Linked DNA regions of Mus musculus: region 2 is linked to region 1. The links are chromatin contacts, called in public HiChIP or PLAC-seq maps. All regions are on one chromosome and are shown on one strand. Each heading gives the region's core, a stretch centred on a gene start, on an enhancer-like site or on the middle of the called end of the contact. The rest is flanking DNA. Distances are from core to core; before and after follow the strand shown.

Evidence for each region. HiChIP or PLAC-seq counts read pairs in DNA pulled down with a chosen protein or histone mark.
Region 2: a contact with region 1 is called in an H3K27ac HiChIP or PLAC-seq map of large pre-B cells, with 4 times the contacts expected there. The contact joins two enhancer-like sites. A contact is called at or near these places in 1 of 39 promoter capture datasets (pre-B cells) and 1 of 115 datasets of contacts at active chromatin or transcription factors (large pre-B cells).

Annotation. Positions count from the first base shown.
Region 1 is chr11:20,462,149-20,468,262 of GRCm38.p6, forward strand. No RefSeq gene overlaps it. Among named protein-coding and RNA genes, the nearest start is that of Gm39607, 4.3 kb to the right of the region's middle. Within about 2 kb of position 2,628, at least 73 of the 459 cell types and tissues checked have an H3K27ac peak or open chromatin away from gene starts, as enhancers often do.
Region 2 is chr11:22,848,033-22,854,146 of GRCm38.p6, forward strand. All of the region lies in intron 1 of B3gnt2 (UDP-GlcNAc:betaGal beta-1,3-N-acetylglucosaminyltransferase 2), which reads right to left. Among named protein-coding and RNA genes, the nearest start is that of B3gnt2, 8.6 kb to the right of the region's middle. Within about 2 kb of position 3,524, at least 93 of the 459 cell types and tissues checked have an H3K27ac peak or open chromatin away from gene starts, as enhancers often do.

The DNA of each region.
Region 1 (6,114 bases), core at 1,378-3,877:
TGAGGTGGAGTTGTTAGAACGAGGGCTGGGGGCATCTCAGGAGAGCGATGCTTGCCTCGTGGATACAACACTGGAGAAAGTTTTACCATGAGCCTTCTTCCTGCCCCTTTTTCTGCAGGTAACCCTCAGCTGGCCTGGCCTGGTTGGTTGCCCTTTGTCCCAAGAGAGGAAAGGTTACTAGTTGGCTAGGTAACTTAGTGTTAATTGTTAACCTGACAGAATCTGGAACCACTGGGGAGCTGGGCCTCTAAGCATTCTAGGAAGTTCTTGTGATTGTACTAATTAGTGTGGGAAGCTCTGAGTTAATTTTGGGTGGGACCTGGGCTGTATAAGTAGAAAAAGAGAAAATCAGTAATAAGTTTCCAGAACAATGGACAGTCTGCAATGGCAAAGGGGTCAGAGTCTGTGTTTCAAGTTGTGTAGAATAAAGCTTTAGTTACAAATGAGAAAGAGAGCTGAGCATGTGTGTGCCCCTTTGTGTCCCCTGCCTGGTGACAGATGTGACATGATTAGTTCCCTCAGGATCCTGTACACACACCTCCCTGCTATGAGGGAGGGTCTAACCTGGAACTGTGAGCCAAAGCCATCCCTTAAAACAGGAGACGAGAATGATGAACACCTACGATCTACTAGCGTTCTCCTTTAAATGCAGTCCAGAACTCATGTCCAGGAATGGTGCCGCTCACTTTTAGAATGAGCTGTTCTTCAGGAGGGCCAAGAGCCACCTTCAAATGTCTGCTCTATCTCAGGCTTTAGATGCAGTGACCCTGCTCTGGGAAGAAATTACTGGGCTGGGGCTGTAACTGTGTGCTGAAGTGCTTAAGCACGTAGGAGTCTGGGTGTTCACTCCCCAGTATTGTAAATATGGGGAGGAGGAGGGAGGGAGAAAAAGAAGAGAGGAGGGGAGAGGAGAGGCTCCTGTCCCTTCATTCCAGAACCCACCACTCTATGCGTTCCTGGTGCTGTCTGTTTTAGAGATCAGGTCAGGATGGTGGCAATCATGTTTGATCTATCTCCAATTGAACACGGTTGAGATTCTCCTGGGGTTAGAGTTCTGTCCCCCTTGTGGAATTCACTGGGTGTGACAGTGGTTCTACTCCATCCCTTCATGCTGAGTGCCCTTTGTGGGTCCCCACCAAGCCACTTGCCTCTTGGGATCACGAGCCCAATTCCCCCAGTGCCTCCTCCCACCTCCCGTTTCCCGTGCTTGCGTCCTCCTCTTCTGTTGCCCTTGCCCTGCACCTGGCCCACAATCATGCTCTTTTGATGGAAATCTTAAACCTGAGTCACTGAAGCACTGCTTTAGGAGCTGGGCCTTTGCACTAAGAGCCAGCCCCACCCCGCCAGCCCCGCCCACCAGCCCCGCCCACCAGCCCCACCCACCAGCCAGTCCTTTGAAAGTACCACGCTCAGCCTCAGGTCAAGTCAGATACCTGCAGCTCCTAAGAGTCTCTGAACCAGAGCTGCCAAACTGGGTTCCGGAATCAGTCACACACAGAAACTGTATGTAACACAGGCCACTCCTAAAAGGCACCGTGGTGTACAACCCAGCTACGTAGGAGCCTGAGGCAAGAGGATTGTTTGAGTCCAGGAGTTCGAAGCCAGCCTAAACAACAGAACAGCATCCCAGCTCACTGAGTGGCTTAATTTAGGGCTAATTACACAGCAGAGAGGAGTAAACGCTTGCTTGTTACTGTTCTTTCTTGGGTCAGTATCCCAGGAGAAACAGTCCAGAAAAGGAGATGCCCCATGTGTTCCGTGGAGAACAGAACTAACAAAAGCGACACTCTGCCTCACCGCGGGCCTAGAACCGTGTGAGCCAGCCACAGTCATGAGGTTTCATGCCAGTGTGAAGTGTGTTTTAGCTTTAGAGAGGAAGGGCTCAGAAGGGATCCCTGGACCCACGGATGCTCACACAAGGACTCGGTGACAAAGCACCAATGTGAATTACTGGGATCATGACCCAACAGTCCCTGTGCCTGGAGTCCGCTGAGTACTATGTTCTTGAGTAGCTGCTTGTCTCCTTGCTGTGGCAAAACACCTACCAGATGCAGCGTAAGGGCGGGAGGGTTAACTTTGGCCACAGTTCCTGGGGAGACCATCTACCTAGCGAGGATGGTCAGGCAGTAGGAGACTTCTGGGCCTCATCACGTCCACAGTCAGGAAGGAGAGCAATGGATGCCTTTGCTTAGCTTGCTGTCTCCTTCTTATGCAATCCAGGACCCCAGCCCACATGAGGGTACGTGTTCTCACCTAAACTTACCTAGGAAATCCTTCACAAAAATGTCTAGATGTTGTCCAAGATGTCTTCAATTCTGTCAAGTTGGCAGTCAATACGAACCACCACAGGCCCTTGAAGCAGCTTGAGGTAGAGTCCTTGCCTGGCAGGCCTTAACCAGTCTGCGAATAACCCTGCCCTTCCCATGAGGACAAGCAGAAGTAGTACCTGCTGCGCGGCCTATCCTGGGAGCTGACCAGGACAGCGAGGCACAAGACAGAACGTTTCTTCAGCTAATGGCAGCTCCCGTTCAAGATGTCCTCACCCCTCCCCTCTCTACCCCTGAGGTTCTGGGAAGTCAGCCCTCTTCTCAGTCTCTAGGCTTTCCTGGTTCTCACTGAGGCGGAGCGAACCAGACACAGGTGGCCACGGGGTAGCAGAGAAAGAGGAAGCAGCCAGACCCATACAGGCTTCTCAGCCAAGGCCTGGAAGCCCTCTCAAGGCCAGCCTGGGAGACATGGGCTGCCTGGGGTGGGGGTGGGGGTGGAGGGTCTACCTACAGGCTCCTTTGGGGGAGGCTCTACCTACAGGCTCCTTTGGGGGGAGGGTCTACCTACAGGCTCCTTTGGGGGAGGCTCTACCTGCAGGCGCCTCTCAGTGGCCAGCCTCCACTACGGCCCTCCACTGCAGGAAGTTTGCTGCAAAGCACAGATTGTTTGCACACTGCTGACCACTTTGTTCCATTTTGCTGTCTTCCTCTCTTTTGGTTTATTCCTTTCTCTGTTGGGTTTGTCACTTAAAGTCAAGGACGTCGGCCTCCCCATACCCACGAAGTGACAATTTCCATTTCCCACCCTCCGCCAGAAGCAACGCCCTTGGGTTGGATGTTACTAGGGCTCCGAAGAGACCCATAGATCATGAAGGAAACAAACCAGCCCAGGTGCTTTTGTTTCTGTGTTGCTGCCGCCTGTTTTTCACAAGTCTCTCATAAGTTGTAGATAAGGATGCCTTTTACTTTAAACATTAAAATCAACTTCCAAGTCCCAAAGAACATCGCACAGCTCCATGCACTGCCCAGAGGGTGAATAAAGAAACCCACGATGAACAGGTTAATTCTGCACTTCTTGGGCATTCCCATGCCAGGCTGGGTGTGGCGCTGCACGCCTTCAACCTAAGCACTGAGAGCCACAGAACAGGTGGAGCTCTGTAAGTTCGAGGCCAGTCTGGTCTCTATAGTGAGTACCGGGCTGCCTAGTAAGACCCTGTCTTGAGAGGGGGGGGTGGCAAAGAGGAAGGAAAGAAGAGGGGGGGAGGGAAAGGAGGAAAGGGGAGGAAGAGAGAGAGAGAGAGAGAGAGAGAGAGAGAGAGAGAGAGAGAGAGAGAATATCCATGCCTCTCTAGGAGGGAAATCTCTGTTTCCTGGCTCCATGCATCCCTGCTTGAGTATGCAGCAACAAGGCAATTACTGAGATGTGTGTGTGTGTGTGTGTGTGTGTGTGAGAGAGAGAGAGAGAGAGAGAGAGAGAGAGAGAGAGCTCCTGCAGAGCAGTTCCCATGATGATTTTTCCATTGATGCTACCATTCAAGGAAGGACACCTTGACTTTCCTTAGGAGCCTGTTGCTTCCCAATGATGGTCAGCTGTTCCCATGATCCACAGGACAGCCATCATAAGGACATGCATGCCATGGCATATAAAATGCAGCCTGAGGCTGTGCCTTCCTCCTTGGCACAAGGGTGGTCACTGCTTTGGTGACTGTCTTCCTGCCAAGTGCCTTCAGCTACTTCCTTCCACCTACTTGTGCTTCTTTCTCCTTTCTGTCTCATGCCAGCTCCCTCGGTGGAAAGGCTGAGTGTCCTTAAAGGATCCTTCCTCAGCCCCTGACACCCAGGAACCTACTCAGCTTAAAAACAGCAAGCAGCCTTCCCCAGCATGCTGCCTCCACACTGAGAACTGGGGGCTTCCAACCAGGGTGCCTCCCCTTAACCCACACATCCTCAGGTGACTGGAGTCTGAGAGGAGTGAAAGGTTCTCTCTAGCATGGTCGGCAGAGGCTAGGAGCTTACTGACATCGCCGACTGTACAGAAATGCCATCAGAACGGCATGCAGGAAGAACCAATTGCAGGGTGCTCTGGGGGCTTCTTCCCGTCTGTCCACCCTGTACACCAAGAGGTAGAGGTGTAGCTGTAGGCAATGATGATTTAGATGAAGACATCAGCTGAGTGCCCTGGAAAGGGGACCAGAAACTGGAGACCAACTGAGCACATAGAGAGACCCTGTATAAAACTAAACACGTCCCACTTGCAGTAGTACACACTTGTAATCCCAGCGCTGGGAGCTCCAGGCAAGAGGACCGAGAGATCAAGGCCAGTCTTACCCACAGTGGGGATTTGAATGAGAAGGGCCCTAACAGGTTTGTGAATCTGTAGCTCGGCCCTCAGCAGGTGAACTGTTAAAGAACAATTACAAGGATTAGGAGGTGTGGCCTTGTTGGAGAAGGAGTGTCACTAAGGGTGGGCTTTGAAGGTTTCAAAGCCCTTTCTGGGCTCTCTCTCTCTCTCTCTCTCTCTCTCTCTCTGCCTACAGATCAGATTGTAGCTCTCATCTACTACTGCTCCAGCACCATGCCTGCCTCCATGCTGCTTTGTACACTCCCCACCATGATAATAATGGACTAACCCTCCGAAACTATAAGCAATGCCCCCAATTAAATACTGTCTTTTATAAGAGTTACCTGGGTCATGATGACCCTTCACAGCAAGAAGCCATCTTGAGATGAGATCACCCACATGATGAGTTCAAGTCTAGCCTGGGCTACATGAGACCCTGCCTCAAAATGAAATTAATCAATTACTTAAACACATAAAGTACACAGCAAGTGTCTAGAGTCCAGCCCACGATAATCTACCAGCTAACTCTTTCTGTTTCATAAAGCTGTAGTGTTTTGGGATGAGAACTATCCTGTCAGGTATTTGAACTTGGCCCCCTGTTGTTTTGGGGAGGTTGAAGATACAAAGCCTTGTTAGAGAAGTATGTCCCTGGGAGAGGATTGGATATTATACGGGCCCACCCCACCTGCAGCTCATGCTCCTTTTCGTACTCGTGGTGGAGATGTGAGCTCTTGGCTTCCTGATCCAGTCACCACGCCTGCCTCTGCCGTACGTACCTCCCAGGGATGAACTCTTACTCTCTAGTACCGAAGCCCAAATCAATCCTTCTTTCTACAGTTGCCGTGGTCATGGTCTTTTATCTCAGCAACAGAGAAAAGAAGCTGATACACAAGCCATCCCTAACGCTGGGTCTGAAGCAGGCGCTGTGTTGAGTTCAAGGCTCTGCAGACCCCTGTGTAATAGCCTGGCAAGGAGACCCGGCAAAGGCTGAGGGCTGCCTGAAGGCTCAAGTTAAGTTTTAAGTTTAAATTACTGTGCTTAAGAGATCTATAAAATAAAGATGTCTAAGCCCGTTAGCCCCACTTGCCCAAGGACAGATAAACCTGTAAGCCCCATTTGTCCAAGGACAGATGACTTCCTGGAATGCTCAGGCTGTCCTTCATGTAAAGCCCCAACTGCAGAGGGTGTACTCGATCACATGTAGGCAGGAGGCACATAGGTAGGAAGTATGTCAGAAGCATGCTTGCCCCCAGTTAGATACGTCCTGGTCAGCATTTAATAAAGCTTGCTTCAAGTTTAGCTCAAGCATTGTGAGAGTGGTCTTATTTATTGACCTACCTAGGATGAAAACATGAGGCAAAATAAGGCCACAGGTCCAAAGATGCTGCCAAAGAAGAACCCCTCTACAGCCCTGCCTGTTCCCCAGAGCAAGCCACCTTGAAGCAACCAGACTCCTTCCCCTCCCAGCCACCCCCACCCTGCCACCCTACCTGCATTTGAGAACTG
Region 2 (6,114 bases), core at 2,274-4,773, 2.4 Mb after region 1:
ACCCAGGCTCCCCTGCCCTGCAACCAACCTATCAGAGACAGAAAAGGCAATCGGGTAGAGCACCAGGTACAACTGCACTCAACTGTTCACTCAACAACACACACATGCCTTCCCACGGGATTGCAGCCCAACTGCAGAAGGAAACAGATTTCTAATCCAGGCAACCATATAGATTTCCTTATTTACAGAGGAAAACCAAAGTCCCCAGAGGCAAGGGCCTCACTATGCTGAGGTCACCCACAGGGAGAACCAACATGTCACTGTCAACCTTCAGGGAGAATTATCATTGGTGACAAGGTCTTTTTCCACAGTCTATTAATTCTAGTTCAGTAACAAAGTAAACGAAAAAGCTCCATGAAGTTGAACCTCTTGTTCCCCTCACCCACTTTGGGGCAGCTTTATTACTTCTGCCTTTGGCATCTCCTGCACATTTATCTGACTTATCACTCTCTAACGACATGTGTGACAGGACAACAGAACTCTTATTTCTAATCAGTCTGACACTCCACAGACAACAAAGCTGAGGACAAGAAACTCACAGGGCTCCAGGGGCAGAGGAGGAAGCAGGGGGACAGAAAGGGAAGACTTTTCTGCCGTTTTTTCAGGCTGGGTCTTCAACCAGGGGTCGTGAATTTCCTACACAGGGGCAATTTCCTCAAGGGCAACCCTGAGGTCCTGGTCCTCATGACTTACCTCCCAAGTGTGCTGAGGTAGCAAGCAGGTGCAGCCAACCACGCCCAGCTTTTAGGGAAGCTTCCGCTTTCTGATCAAGTCTCTAACAGTGCTTGCGACAATCATCCTTGGATAGATTCATACATGAGCCACCATTTCTCCTCTAGTCCTTGGCTGGCTACTTGCCAGTTCTTTTACGGTGAGTTTTGTCAAAAACCTTTTCTCCTTAATACCCCACTTGCTAATACTAGGACAACATTACCCAGTACCATCCTCAAGACAGTGGAGCTACCTGAGAACACTCTCAGGAAACAGTCACAACTAAGTAGGTCTATAAACAAACACAGGCCCAAGGGATGGGGAAAGGGAGGAAGAAGGCAATTAAAAATTAATAAAAATGCACAAACATAGATTACAGTACTGGACTAGAAACAGAATCCCATTATATAAAGGGTGTAATTGCTTCTGGAAATAAGCAGGCCACTGATCTTGGCTTGGTAATCTTGGTGTAAAGGTAGGCTGGGGGCTGGGTACCCATTTCTATAGATTCATACAGTAAAAGCCAGTTAAAACAGTTAGAAGACAAACTTTAAGTAACTATTAGAATGATCATGACCATAGTGTGCTCCAAGGGCTCTGATGTCCTCTTTAACCCCTAGGAGCAAATGTGTATGTATGTACGTACACACACACACACACACACACACACACACACACTTACTTAAAAGTAAATCTTCTAAAAAATTTCAATTAAGGGATAGAGAGATGGTTCAGTGGTTAAGAACACTGGCTGTTCTTCTAAGAACCCAAGTTCAGTTCCCAGCATCTCATGAGAGGCTTAGCTACATTGTATGTACCTTCAGCTCCAGGCCTTCTGGCCTCAATGGGCACACACATATGTGGCACGCACACACACAAAGTAAAAAATTTAAAAATAAAAATTTTAAATCACCTATGTAAAGTTAGACCTGGTGTCATAGTCCTATAATCCCATCACTTGGGGAGTCAGGAGAATCACAAGTATGTATGAAGACATCTGGACTACCCAACAAGACCGCCTTAAAGCAAACACACAAACAACACAAACCTAAGCTATTCTCAGCACATACTCTATGGGCAAACTCTGTCTTTCTCAATTCTAACTAACTATATTTGGTAATTCCTATGCTCTATGAAATAAAGTTCGAGAGTATCTCAAACACCGTGTTTATTTTAAGTAACCTAATAAATTGCTTTGGGAAGTTTCAACTTCTCCGCTGTTAGGACAGAGGCTTCCAGTAACAAATTTTCCCAAAAGAGAACACGTCCTTGATTACTGTGAAGAAGACACCAAGGGAAATAAGAGACCACAGCCTGAGACTCCACAACTCCTAGACTTACTGTATTACAGTCTCTTAAAGGACAGCTACCTGACTCTTCTACAAACAGGCGTGAGAACTGGGAATGTGACCCAGCTAGATGAGTGCTTGCCTAGGCTGCCAGAAGCCCTGGATTTGATCCTTAGCACCACACATGCTTATGGTCGCATTAGGAGTAGAAACTGGAAGAACAGAAGTTCTTCACTACACAGTAGATCCAAGGTCAGTGTGGGTCAAACAAAGCCCTGGGCACGGAAACCACAGCAGAGCCTGGTGGTGCAATGCAGTAGCAGAGCACATGCCTAGAATATCCAGAACTTGGGCTCCACACTTAGCAAGGCAAAACAGACAAAGATAACGGAACTCATTACTTGGTGTGTTAATTTTAGCCCAGATTTTCTTTAGGTAGAAAATTGTAAATAACAAATGGCACTCCTACATCCTCATTGTGCTCCTTCCAGCTGTAGGTCTAATCAAGGGCCCACAGAATGCATAAGCCAGGAAAATGGTTACCAAGTCTCCTCCCTCACTTTAGGGAGAAACTGGCCCCTAAGGCCAGAAACTTGGCTGAGGTTCTGACTTCTGAGAGAAGCAGGAGGCAGCAAGAAGCAGTATGGAGTAGAGGCATGGAGGGAAGACAGTCATCCCATCGAGCACTCTCAGGGACTTGACCCCCCTCCATCCAGAAGTGCTACTGTCAATGCCTTTGACGGGTCTCTTGCTTCTTAGTTCTACCCCATCCATGAAGGGCCAGGCTCAGTCCCTGCTCTCTGTGGGAACTGTACAATCACCTCCTGATTCTTAGTGCCCCACACAGAGCAGCCCACCCCTCTAAAAGAAGAGAAGATCTAGTCCCCTCAATGTACCTCTCCTCCCAGGTCTGTTTGCCAAACAGAATGGCTCCAGGAAAGCTGAGACTGGCTCTGAGCCCAGAGAGAGGCAGACTACATGCCACACCTCAAGAGCCCTAAAAGATGGATGCCCCCCTAGCACCCCACCAATAAGAACCAAGTATCACTCTTCCCATGCATCCAGTCGCCTCTGCCCTATGGTAAGAGTCCATCCATCCATCTCCTCCCAGACTATTCCTAGGACATCTGGCTCTGGGGTGACACAAACAAGCCACCCTTTCCCTCAGGCCTCACTTCCAATTCCTCTCTACCCTCTTGGATGTTGTTTAGACTTCAATTTACTGAACAGTATCTGCGGACTGTCTTGGCTACAATTTTAAAATATTTGCACATAGATTTAAAACACATTTACCTTCAAAATAGTAATGTATCTTTCTCTGGCCACTCACCAAGAAAAATTAGTATTCATTCAATATATGGGCACACTGAGGAACTGACTGGAAACCCAGTCTCTTTGAATAAGTAATTCCCATCACCTCAGTACTAAATCCCAGCATGTACTACTATTATAGGAACTAGGGCTGCAGCAATCCACCCTCTAGGGCTGAAGGGATTTATCTGCCTCACCCTACCCAGGACACTTCCCTCTCCCCTCGGCTTAGAGCCTGCAGCAGACAGGATATGGGTAGGGTGGGGCAAGAACAGGATTGCCCGAGGCTTCAACACATTACCGGATTTGAAAATTTCCATTATAAAGAGTTTTTTTTTTTTTCCTTTTTAACAGAAGACCCAACAGAACCTTGAGAACAAAAACTCAAAAGAAAACACTCGGTTAAAAATAGGAGTATATTTTTAGTTAAAAATAGGAGATATTTTAAGTTCATTTGAAGAGAGGTAATTCCTTATGTGGCAAAGAATAGTAAAATGGTTGCCTCTCATTTAAACAAGCAAAGCAAACAAGGTACAACTGGTACCTATCAAGGCCTCAGAAAGATGCCTCTGAAACATGGCTGGGCACTCAGCTTGTGCTACAGAGCCTGCCACACTAGCACAGTGAAGGGCTAGAGTCACATTGTATCTTTAACTTGTGTTACTTTTATTGTATCATTTTCTATTGTTTGGGGTTTTTTTTTTTCTGTTTTTTCTAAATATTTCCCATCTTTGGTTGAATTTTCCACTACAGAGCTCCAAGATTAAGAGGGAAGCATCTGTTTATAAACTCACTTTGATCTTTTTTTGTATTAGACAAATAACTCAAATAATTCGATTTTTAAATGTCACTGGGCTTCCCTTGACAATCTAAGGCCAGACCTAAAGCAGACCTAAAGGATTCATTTAAGGGCACAGGCACTTAAAAGCCAGGGATGGACAAGACAGACGTCTGTCGGTCTGTCTGTCTGTCTGTCTCTCTCTCTCTCTCTCTCTCTCTCTCTCACACACACACACACACACACATGTAGTGCATTCCAAAGAGCAATTTCTTAAAATCCTCAACATGAACTCTTAAGTGTGGAGTTCACGGGTCACAGAATCTTCCTAAAATGTCAGGACCTTCACAGAACAGACTTGGAGCATGCGTTCAACCCATGTGTGAATGTGGTCTCAGAGAGCCTGAAGACAGTCTCAAGCAGACCAGGCTGGACTAAAACTCAGAGATCTTCTTGCCTCTGTTGCTCAGAGCTGGGATGAAAGTTATACTCACCAGCCAACCCTAAGGTTTTATTTGGTTGTTTTTCCCTCCCAAGAAGGGCAGGAAATACTGCCCTTAACCAGTTGCCATAGTTACCAAGATGCTCGTCATCAGCCCCAGAGTCAAAAACCACCATCAATAAAATCTCTACTGGCCTGGTTGGCCATGCTACCCACCCCAAGGCTACTGCCCTAGAGTCCCACTCCAGTAACAGCAGACACAGGCCCCTAGGGCCAGGGTCAAGCAGTGGCCTCAATTTCTGCCCTCTCTGGTGGTCACAGACATGCTCTCCTTGCTGGTGCTGCTAGCCCTACGCTGACCTTCCCAAACAACCCCCTTCCCAGCTAGACTGTCATAGTTCTTGCATTCTACTTACTTACAGCCCAACACAGCTTACCATGATTTCAGCACCACTCTCCTCCTCTTTCTCCTGACTGGCAGCTTTGGATCCTAGGCAGAGTCCTCAAGATGGGGACAAATGGCAGTCCCTTAGGTAGAGCTGGGCCAACTCTGCTGCTGGGCTTTCCCTTAGCAGACACTCTGGTCCCTGGGTCTCTCTTAGACACCACCCCAAACTCTACCCAGTCAGATCTGCCTGAGGTTCACACTTCCCCACGTCTGCCTTTATGTTTCCAAATGCCACCCCCTCACAGAGTCGGTTTTTTCCCACCTCTAGAATCTGTCAAATGAAACGTACACTTTAACCCTGGACCACTCCCGGGACCCTCAACTTTCCCTTTCTAAAACCAATGAGGTACTCGGACAAATACCAACATGCCTAAAACAGACAGAGGCTGGGGAACAAGCTAACACTGATGGCCAGGGACAGCAAGGCAGCACCAGCACCCCTAAGGGGAGTGGTAGGCACAAGAGCCAAAGGGCAGGATGGTAATGGGAGGGAGAGAAGAACAGAGGTAGATATTCTAGTAGACCCCAGAACTGTCAATACATTTCAACAGAAACAGGAGGAGTCAGCCCAGAGAAGTGACCTCCAGATATTTCCATTTTTAAAGGATCCCTCCAGCTTGTGAGACCACATATGCAGAATAACAGGAAGCAGGCAGTCTGCAGATCACAAACTACACCAGCCTCCCAGTGTGCCTCCTCTCCACCTCATGCTCATTTCTTCAACAACTGCAAAATCATTCAATGGCTCTCTACTACCTCCTGTCTCTACATGGTCACTAAGGTTGGTCACCTCCCCTGTTCTCCAAAGCTGGGGTGTGGAGAGGGTATTCCTCTGACCTTGCATGCTTGAGCCTCTTGCTGTGTCCTCGGCCCTCCAACTGCTTTCTCCTTTTGAAGCATTTTTCATTCATCATTGTGAGGTGAAGTCTCAATGCCACTTCCTCAGGAAGCCTTTCTTGTCTGCTCCCAACATATGCTGTAACCGTGTGTGGAAACACTCCAGACCCAATAGGACAAAGGGGACCCAGACCATAGCAATCTGCCTGCAAACACAGCTGCCACAAGCAGCCATCACTTCTCAAACAATGTGCCAGCTTCTATGTGGACAGTCTCAGGCCTAGGCTTTCAAAGACTT